Regions from separate parts of the Mus musculus genome. Here region 1 is linked to region 2. Evidence: chromatin contacts called from public Hi-C data. All regions are on one chromosome and are shown on one strand. Each heading gives the region's core, a stretch centred on a gene start, on an enhancer-like site or on the middle of the called end of the contact. The rest is flanking DNA. Distances are from core to core; before and after follow the strand shown.

Evidence for each region. A called contact is a pair of places that touch in the nucleus more often than the background predicts.
Region 1: a contact with region 2 is called in a Hi-C map of cerebellum, with 4 times the contacts expected there. The contact joins two enhancer-like sites. A contact is called at or near these places in 2 of 15 datasets of contacts at CTCF or cohesin (large pre-B cells and pro-B cells), 3 of 484 Hi-C or Micro-C datasets (the N1E-115 cell line, cerebellum and nephron progenitors) and 2 of 9 other capture datasets (adipose tissue and embryonic stem cells).

The regions. Positions count from the first base shown.
Region 1 is chr14:122,882,337-122,887,399 of GRCm38.p6, reverse strand. Pcca (propionyl-Coenzyme A carboxylase, alpha polypeptide) reads right to left here. Exons shown (of 24, transcript NM_144844.2): 23 at 276-353. Among named protein-coding and RNA genes, the nearest start is that of Gm46488, 26 kb to the left of the region's middle. Within about 2 kb of position 3,454, at least 65 of the 459 cell types and tissues checked have an H3K27ac peak or open chromatin away from gene starts, as enhancers often do. A contact at or near this core is called in cerebellum, where this site is marked.
Region 2 is chr14:122,336,436-122,341,604 of GRCm38.p6, reverse strand. The region is part of intron 2 of Clybl (citrate lyase beta like); the gene reads right to left. Among named protein-coding and RNA genes, the nearest start is that of Gm25464, 49 kb to the left of the region's middle. Within about 2 kb of position 2,729, at least 16 of the 459 cell types and tissues checked have an H3K27ac peak or open chromatin away from gene starts, as enhancers often do. A contact at or near this core is called in cerebellum, where this site is marked.

The DNA of each region.
Region 1 (5,063 bases), core at 2,205-4,704, 550 kb before region 2:
CATTAAAAATTAAAGACCCCTTCATCTGAAAGACATTAGCATGGAGAACCTTGACTACCTGAACATAACATGGCCCTTCCTGGAAGGCCTGCTCTCCAGGAGGCAGAGACACACTGACAGAGTGGAATTCCCCAGTCCCAATGTCCACCCAGGAAAGGGACATGGGGCAGACATCACCTTTCCATTCAGTTTCAGGATACCCACCCATGTCTCAAATGTGGAGGTCCTACACCCATCACAGGCTGGAGTAGGCTAGTAGGAACTTGAGGACATACCTTGCCCATTTTCCCAGCTGTCATACTGTTCTGCATTTTCATAGCTTCAATCACACAGATTTCCTGACCTTCTGCTACCTGGAAAATAGGTTAACAGTAGATGTTTTAAGAACATTCTAATTTAATAGTAACATCCAAGAGTGAAGTCATTAAGTTCTTTGTCAAATGTGCTGGTTGGTCATGGAAACAGCAGCGACCTCTGAGAGCTTCCACTCCAGTGCATCTGAGGAGCCAGCAGAGAAAAGCCATTCACTCTGTTGCCAGGTTCTCAACAGAAAAGTCTGTATTAGAAGATCACAGAGTAGTGTATGGGGCCTCTCCTGGGCCCTAGGAGTCGGCGAGGTGATACAAAGCCAATGCTTCTGTGTCTCTATCATATCCTCAACAGGTAGACAGACAGACAGATACCTAAGGACCAAAGGACTCAGTGGCGCTTGTTGGTTTTCAGTGCAAGGGACATGTCTACCTTTATCTTGGAAGCATCAGAGCCAAATCTGTAAGACCTGAAAGTGCTAACTGGGAAAGTGACTTCTGAGAGTAACTTCCTACACAGGAATGGCTTCTCCAGCCATACCCAGTCCTTACAGAAGGCCTGAGTGTTCCACAGGTACCTGCTCAAGCCTATGTTCTGATGCTTGCCTTGCCTCTGGCTGTGGGAGAGATCCAGGCTGAGCAGGTACATACCCACAGGGTTAATCTGGAACTTCCACCCTGGAGTCATCCTGGGACTAAAAGCCACACTACTTTTTCTTTCTCTGGCCTCAAGGGTTAAGCACCAAGGAGCTGGGCCAGGATTTCTTTCTCTGTTTTGTGGGAAAAGGTCTCTTACTCTATGAAGTGGTAGGCTGATGGCTCCATGGGGCACTGCTGGTATGGTGGCCGGGGCTCCTGGACAGTCGCATTACTGTGGCTGTGCTGGCCAATGCCACAGAAGGGCCTGGAGAATGTTCTTTCCTGCCATCCCCAAATGATCTCCAAGTCCCCTCCCGGCTCCCTGTGTGGCACAAGCTGTCTTGCTGGCAGTGTGAGTACTGCAGCCCTGTGCATTCTTTCCTCTGCTGTTCAGGTGGTGGGCTGTGTTTTCCTGGCACGGGAATATAGGAAGAGAGGAGATGCCAAGGCTTCTGGTTCTGGCACGGAGGAGAGGCACTGCTGACAAGCAGGCTTGGAGCTCAGTGCTCACGGCCGCTCTTGACTCATTTCACCTGGCATCTGCAGTAAAGGCACAGAGAAGAGACACCTCAAAAGGACTGTTCTTCAAACTGTGGGACAGGAAAGAGCAGTGCCAAGATGATGCACATGCCTTGGCCGGAGGTGTCAGAACTGTTATTCCTTCATGCCATCATATTAGAGCCACTTCTTTCTCTTCAAATGCCAGGAGAAGGGCAGGTGTTATTCAGAGCTTATTCAGCAGCCAAGCTAAAATGTCCCTGACCCTGACCTGCAGGCAACACCACAGGTGGCTCCTTAGGACACCTTGAAAATTAGGAATCAAATGTCTACCTCTGGACCCTGGTCACTATTTCCTGTCAGATGGACACGTCCTCATAATGGGTATTTATGTGGTAGCCTTCTACACACCCACCTAGCCCGCCTCCCTTTGGATACTTGAGAGTTGGGGTTGGCTCTGAGTTCCCCTCACCTCAGGCCATCAGCTTCCTTGTGGATGGGCTCACTGCCCTCTGTCAGCAGCTGTGTCTCCTGTCGTTGCTCATCTCTTATCACACGGCTTAAGACCTACTGGGCAGTCTGAGGAGCCCCCTAACCCTTCCTCAACATACACACATACAAGTGTCCTTACAATCCTCTGTTAGAAGCTTAGTGGTTTCCAGTGGTGCCTAGGGGCCAACACTACCCATGGTGAACACTAAGGGACAGCTTCAACAGGCCACTACCTCCTAGGCCCTACTAGAGCCTGAGGGCAGAAAAACGTGAGCCAATTTAGGGTACCTTGCCACCATGACCATCCTCCCTGGATGGTTCTGGATGCTTGTAACAGTGAGTGCAAACACTGGGTCCCAAATTATTAATCCAATCCGAAACAAGACTCTCAAAGCTGACATAGCCTCTCCCCCCACTTCTGATTGCAAAGCTGGTAATTTGATGAAAAGCAAGCTTCTCCTGATGGGAAGGGAGTCTGTCTTTTGCCTGACTCAGCCCGTAACAACTCATAGGATTAAACCTGGGCCCTCCATCTGCCTTTCCCCCTCACTCCTCATGTACTTCCTAGCTCCCCTCACCGCCTTCTAGTCTCCTTCCATCATTTAACTATGAGCAGAAACCCATGACTTCCCCCTCTAGCTTGCTCTCTCTCCTTCCAACCATGTTTAGAGGAAATTTTCTTGAGGCAACTACAACAAAAATTTTCCTTTGTACCTTACAAAGCAGTGATATGTTTGCTCCAAGTGGATCATGCTACACACATGCATACAAAACCAAATAAGAAAGAGGTATGCAGAAAGGCTTGGTCTAATTTTGACATAGTTCATCTCTTGGAAATCAATGCAGTACAAGCTTATGGTTTTTGTTTTGTTTTGTTTTGTTTTTGTTTTTTAATCTCTGGGCAGGCTCTAGTTCCCACTAAGAGGCATTTGGGGGCTTAGCTCCTGTCTGCTGGAGCTTTCCTGCCTGTGGTGTCTGCACCTGCAGAACATGTAGCACTCACCCACTACAGCAACTTCTGGACTGCTGGCAGGCCCAGGAAGCCTGAGAGCAGCTGCCCTATCCCAGTGCCCATGGCAGAGCCAGCCCTGTAGCATGGCTGCACACAGACTTCTCTAACATTTGTGAATCATTGGATAAAGACTCACTGATTGTGACAGGATGTATCCAGAATTGGGCTTACTAAATGGTCACAAGCCTTACAAGTCTGTCTGATAAACGCAGTCGGCCTGATGTGCTTCTCTGCTGTCTAATTGGTGCAAAGTTTGGAGACCTGAATCCTATGTCTTTTCATCCGGCTTATTGCATCCTCTTCTCTGACACAGGGTCAAGGTTCACATTCGAATCAGATTATTAGAGCAGCCCTCATTAAGTGGGAGCTAGGCTTGCCCCAAACGAGTAAGCTTGTGAGAGAACTCGGCCCATTTACTCAGCAGATTTTCACATGTTTACGGGCCTGAATGTCACCCAGCATCGCTCTGTGCTGAGGAGTTTCAGACATCTCCAGCTGATGACTAATTGTGAGTGATGGGAAATGAAACCCAGCGAAGCCAGCTGCTTGCCATGGTCGGCAAAATGACTCTAATGGAGAGAGGCTGCCAATTTTCCAGTTTTACTGGCAAGTCTTCCAAGTGTAATTAAGGGAAGTTATAAATGATATGGAAATCTATCAAGTTCCATTTATTTTCAGAGGACTCCTTTCCCAGGGGACTTTTATCTTGAAGCTTATAGTATGCTTTGTTGTGCTAATGATTTAAGCCACATCTTGGTTCTGATTAAAGCCCCCAATCTCCTTCTACCAAGGCCCCTTCACTCCTTCCACAAAGATTAAAAGATACAGAACATTCTCCAGCACATGCCCCTCTCAGAAAACATGCTCTGACTGGGACCCGCATGGCACTGTGTATCGCTCAAACTGCAAACTGCCATTGCCCCTAAGAAAGCTCAAAGAAAAGTGTAGGGTGGGGGAAGAGAAGGAGGGGGGGGTCTCTGCCAGACATAAAAGCAAGACCCTCAAAGTGGAGCTTCGAAAGCCATGCTTGAGACGAGACATTCATCAGAAGGTGCTGTCGCCCACTAATGTTATTTGATTTGGAATAAAAGCATGAAAATGATGGCGAAGGCCTAAAATTGAAGACGTAAAGGATGACTGCACAGTGCTCCATTTCTCAATTTCATCCTTCAGAGCCACAAAATGGGGGTGATACAGTGACTGGATGAGCTTTACAGTAACAGCTGTGGTCTTCCCACACAAGGGAGGCCCTTCTAATGGGCTGAGGTCTGTCTGCAACAGACGGGGAGGAACAAAACAAGGATTCCTATTAAGAGTGCACAGTCATATTTCTGATGGAGAGAATCATTCTGGGAGTAGGGTTTCCTTTACATCGGTGCATACCCTCTTTTGTCATCCAAACCCAGGGCTGTGTGAAGGGTGCTACTGCTTAAAATACAGGCCAGAGGATGCAAATGGCGTCGAGTTTGTGCTCCCCCTCCCCCTAGAAGCCTACTCTAGCAACTGTAAAGAATGTAGAGGAAACTGTGCCAGTGGCATATGGCTTTCTACTGTGCTAAACATTCATACAAAAGACAGGTTCATCAGTCATTGGAGTATCTGGATAAAAAATTAGCTCCTGATGGATGGTATTTTGAGCTTACCTGCTGCTAGTACATTACCAGAGAAACACCGGCTTAGAAACCCACATGACATTAGAAACTGCAGACCATGAAACACAACACATGCAGGAGCACATAATGCACGGCAGATTATACAAAATAATAAATAAGCTATTTAAACCCTCTGCCTAAAATTGGGCCCGCTGCAAGGAACCCCGGGTCACTTCTACGCAGGCCAATTAATGCACAGCATCTGCTGTATAGAAGCAGGGCACGAAGCACTTCCGAATGATTCCGGCAATTAAAAGAAAACTGTTTCCTGCCTGTTCAGACAGCAACTGTTTCCCTGCAAGAGTGAGCACCAAATCGGTGCACAGCTGAAAAATTCAGGCCCCTTTTGGGGAAGAGGCATGGAGGAGGGGAGGGGTGAACCTTTATGGAAAAGGAGCCTTCTTTTGTTGTTCTGTATTCTGTGTTTTCCTGCCAAGTGAGACAGAAGGCTCGGAGGGCTTA
Region 2 (5,169 bases), core at 1,480-3,979:
AAGGAAGAAAAAAGAAGAAAAAAGAAAGAAAGAAAGGAAGGAAGGAAGGAAGGAAGGAAGGAAGGAAGGAAGGAAGGAAGGAAGGAAGGAAGAAAGAAATCAAGCATCCTCAAAATCATATTTTCAGCCTGCCTGCCTCCCCACTTTTGTTTTTTTGAAACTGGGTCTCATGTAGCCCAGGACAGATTCAAACTCACTAAGTATCTCAGGCTGGCCTCAAGCTCTTGATCTTTTTGCCTCCACACCCCAAGTACTGTTGGTCACTGCTAGTAGAATTGATATCTTGTGGTAGACTGAGGTAGCCTAAAATATGGTGGGCAGCACCTCTGCTGGAGTTCCACTCTGGGTTAACTGTTGTCATCCATCCCTAATCCATGAGCTGAAAGGCAATATCCAGTGTGATCACATCTGGAGGTGTGCACAGCCTTTGAGAGGTCACACGGGCGGAGCCCTTGTGAAAATATGTTAAGAGAGACTCTAAAGAGTTCTCAAAGGAAGACAAAAGAAAAAAAATCCCTTCTCTGCAAACTATTTAAAATAGACAGGTGCTAGCAGCCAAGGATGGCAGGTAACAGGGTGGGGGTGGGGTCAGAGGCCTGGAATGTGGGGGCCAGGGTTACAGCCCGAGTGAGCATATATTTCCAGCACTTCATAGTGCTACCATATTATTTCCAAAGACTGGGAGACAAAGGGGCAGCCCTGTAGCCCAGCGATCATACATTAAGATATACTGTGTACTTTCTACATGGCAGGCACCATGTTGGTGTTGGATGGAGACCTGCTAATTGAATCCTCATACCTTCTATATATTAAAAGTCAGCAGCAGACGAGACAGACTGACTCCTCATCCCATCCCATCAGTCCCCAGTGCAGAACCGACTCTGAGTGGCCCCTTTTGATAGTGGTTTGCAGTCTGCTAACCAAAGCCAACACAAAGCGTTCCAGAAACGCAAAGTACTCAGTAATTTGACCTGGCCCCACAAGGTCAGTATCTTTAGCAAATCTAGAAGAAAAAAATTTATTTATTTATTTATTTATTTACTTACTTACTTACTTTGAGATAATATGACAAAAACATTTTGGTGCAGAATTTTAAGGCAGAAAAGACGCTGCCTCTATCACTCCTAACTGAGAAAGGCGAAACCACAGCACTTCTTCCTAGCAGGATGCAACTAGAATGGAACTAGAGAAGCAAAGGGACACACAGATGGCCCTGCGCTTAGAAAATACTCAGGGTCACAATCTGGACCATCTGCTAGGTGTTCAGGAAACAGAGCTGAGATGATTTTAGGATTCAATGTTACAGCTTTAGCGCTCACCAGGACCCTCCTCATCTCTCTGACCTGCAAGGCTGTCATCGTCCTCAGAAGTACCACCCCAATCAAGTGGCTTACATCACTTACCCTTTAACCATTCACAGCAGTTGTGCTGAGGACAGGGGAGGGGGGGTCCTCTTTTGAGTCACACCCCTGATCCCTCCTTGAATAGGTAGTTCATGGGACATGGCATCTGAAAGCCAGAAGTATGTGTAGCAATCACTCTTTTAAGACAAGACTTGCTCACAAATACTAGGCACAACAGTGTTCAACTTTAATCCCAGCATTTGGGAGGCAGAGGCAGGTGGGTCTAAGATTGAGGCCAGCTGGACACCCAAGTTCCAGGATACCCAAAACTATTCTGAGGAACATGCTATCACTGGGCTTTATGCAAAGCCACAAGCTCAGGTCTTTTTTTTTTTTTTTTTTTTTTAACAACATAGTATTTCCAACTAAAATCTGTACTTAAAACCACAAGAAAAGTGAATTTCTACAATTCTGTAACCCCAAACCTCTACATGTTGTCTATGAATTATTACAGTGCAAAGGGCTCTCTCTGGTCATCTGTGGCTTCTCTAATAGACATAAGTTCTCCTCAAACCCATAACAACACAACAGCAAATCCTGGGGCTTCGGAAGCCATAATGGTATGGACTTTCACATGGTATCTGGAATCGCTTTCATGCCTTCCCTCCCCAAAATGCAGGACTGATCATATCACACGGTCGGGGACACAAGCTTTGGCTTGAGTTTCCTGGTCAGCTGTTAAACCCACTACATACGTTTTGGTTTTCAGAGTGACTGGAATTAGGAATAGAAAGTGGAGTATAATTGGAGAGTGGACTCACACCACTCTCTCTTTCCCAGAGGTTTGAAAGACCCATCGGTCAGTAGGACACCACCACCTTGTCACTAAAAAGGTGATTCTCCTCTAGAGTCATCTCGTGGCACTTCTGTTTCTCTGAAGGCTTCAGTGAGGCCTGTGGCCTCTCAGATATATCCCAGATAACAAAATGTAACAGCCCCTTGGAGACCTGGGTCTGGAGCTGAGGGCCTGTCTTTTCCATGGATGTTTAAAAAACAGCTCTGACTGGACCCCAAGGGGCAGCCTGCTTCAAAGGGCAGCTGGAAGGCCATGTGGGGATGGAGCATGGCACCTGTGCCCAGGGCTATCAGGCCTATCTTGAAAACAGAATGGAGAGCTTGTGCCCTGGGTTCCCAACAGGCAGCTAATTTCGCCTGCCATTTCTAGTCTTCCTCTGGCTCCAATTGCTTCTCGGCTTCCTCTTTTGCCTCAGATGGGCAGGTTTCCAGAGCTGTCAGATTTTCTTCTGCCCAAGTTAACAGGGACATTGATTTTGGAGGAAGGCAGGCCCTTCCTCCCACCCTCGTCCTTGCCCAGCTCCTGGCTGGATCTCGCCAACACTGTGGTATTGTCTGGTTTTATTAGTACTGCCTGGCTGAGGCCTCCCTTCCCAGGTGGCCCTGGTGGCTCTGGCTTCCTCTACTTGGCATGTTGACATGCATTTTTGGTCTCCCAGGGAGAGACTGCTTACCTGGATAATGGGCACTTGACCCTCTAGTTCCCAAAGTGGACTTGTGTACCGCAGCAGGACTTGCATCTGTTTTCACGACGATCGCCAGGAGGGAGTCATAGCAATGTGACCTTGCTCGGATGGCTCTGAGATTGATGGAAATTGGGTCACTTTAGGGGTTCTAATGGCTCTCAATGTGGGGATCCTAGAGGTCCTACTGTATTCATGGAGGACAATGTGTCCCTTCCAGAGTTGAAGCATGGCTCTTCCGAACTTTTTCATTGGGCATAGAATTGTGGGTGTCTGTTTCTCTGAAGAACTTGCCCATGAAGACAGGAAGTAGAAATTTACAGAGGATACTATAAAGGCCTTCAAAGGAAAAAAAAATGTTGCCCACAGCAGACATAGAGAAGTAGATTTGGAGGAAAGAGAGGAAGTTTTCCTTGTGTGGCACACATCACCCTTTCCCCGCCTCTTTCCTTTCTGACCATAGTGACAGTCTGCACATGGCTCGCCTGTCCACTCTTGGCCAACTCTAACCTGCCTTTAATATGGCTTTTTTTTTGGGGGGGGGGGGAGACAGTTTTGCTATGTAGCAAACACTGACCTGAAACTCCCAGCCCCTCTTGTTCCCAAATGCAGAGATCACAAGTGTGTACAATGAACATTACGCTTGGTTCAGAATGGTATTTTTATGCTATGTAAGTCTGCTACTCTGCACCATCTTAGAATACATCCAAAAGCCCTTATTATGTGGCTCTCAGCTCTACTCTCCCAGCTCCTGCCTTCCTCCTGTGTCTCTGATGTCCCTGAGCACACATCTTTCTAAAGCTCTTCTCAGCCCCTGGGCCTTCGAATCTCCCTCCCATCCCTCTAGAACCCATCCCCCCCACTTCCCCCCAGACCTTTGCTCAATTGTCAGGTACACAGAATGATTTTCTAGCAGGAGTCCTGTTTTCTGTCTTCGTTGCGTTTCGCACTGTGTGTTCTCATCACTATTATAAACTGACTACTGCGTGTACATCTGGGTGCACAACTGGCTCAGCGTCTATTGCACCAGCCATGAGATCTTCAAGAGGGGGTCCAACACTTAGGTTGCTTACACCCCAGATAACTGCAGTGACAGCCGCTTGTTGCCACGTGGTGGCTGTTCAATCCTTATTTGATGACTCATAGAGCAGAACGGCTGTCTACCTACCTGGTGTGCCTTTCCTAACAGTGTTACTTCTGTGCAGCGAGGCCGTTACTCCAGCATAGAACAGACAGTGTCACTTGCCAGGAAGACCTGGAATGTCCTTGAGAAACCTGAACTTACATGTCTGGATGACTAGGACAAGGGCCCCACTTCCTGAAGCCAAGTTGGCTTGGTGGCTTCATCTGGCCTCACATTTTCTCCCCCAAAGCTCTTGTGTGATGGCATGGCAGACTGGCATGTCTTCCCTGACTTCTCATGTTGGCCAAGATAAATGTGCCACATTGGTGATAATGTCAGTAAACTCTGAGGCTGCCAAGGAGTGTGGCAAGTGAGGGCCAAGAGGAAACCAGGGCGCAAACACTCAAGCCCTGGAAATTGTCTCATTAAGAGAGGTGCCAGCCGCCACACCCTGGATGGAAGGGGCATAATTGCTGGAAACAGCTAATCACTAACAGCCCAGCAGCTCCGGGCCTACAATCCTTTTCTTCACTTCAGGATCTGTGCCCCACCCCCTTCCTCCAGAGGGGAAAAGGTGCCAAAAAAGGAAGCCAGGCATGATGACATGGCTCCTGCCTCATACACGGGGAATTCCTTCCCTTGGGCTTTCCCAAGATGTGTTGGGAAGCATCTCTTTAGTGCTAAGCTTGAAATTCCAATGCGTCTCTCCAAGCAAAGTTCTCTGAACCCCAGAGAAGTGATCTGATCCCAGCTTGGTAGACAACGGTTTTCTGAGTGACACTGGCCTTTCCCAAGAGGGTGCTTCAAAAAGTAACCCTTGCCTTTCTAGAGCAGTTATATGTGAAGACATAAACTAAACATCTCTTGGGAAAACTCTACTGAGTAAGTGGCCTACAAAATAAACAAAGTAAAGGCCTTCATAGATTTGTTGGTTTGGGGTGTTTGTTTTGTTTTTTGGTTGGTTGTTTTCTTTGAGGTTTTTTGTTTTGTTTTGTTTTTGTTTACCTGTACTGGGGCTTCCTACATGCTAGACAAACTGTTCTACCACTGAGCCACTTCCTCACCCATTTCATTGTTAAATTACATTTATTACAATGTTATTTGTTACAATGTTACTTATTACAATGTTAATTTATTACATGTTATATTTTAGTGATAATTCACT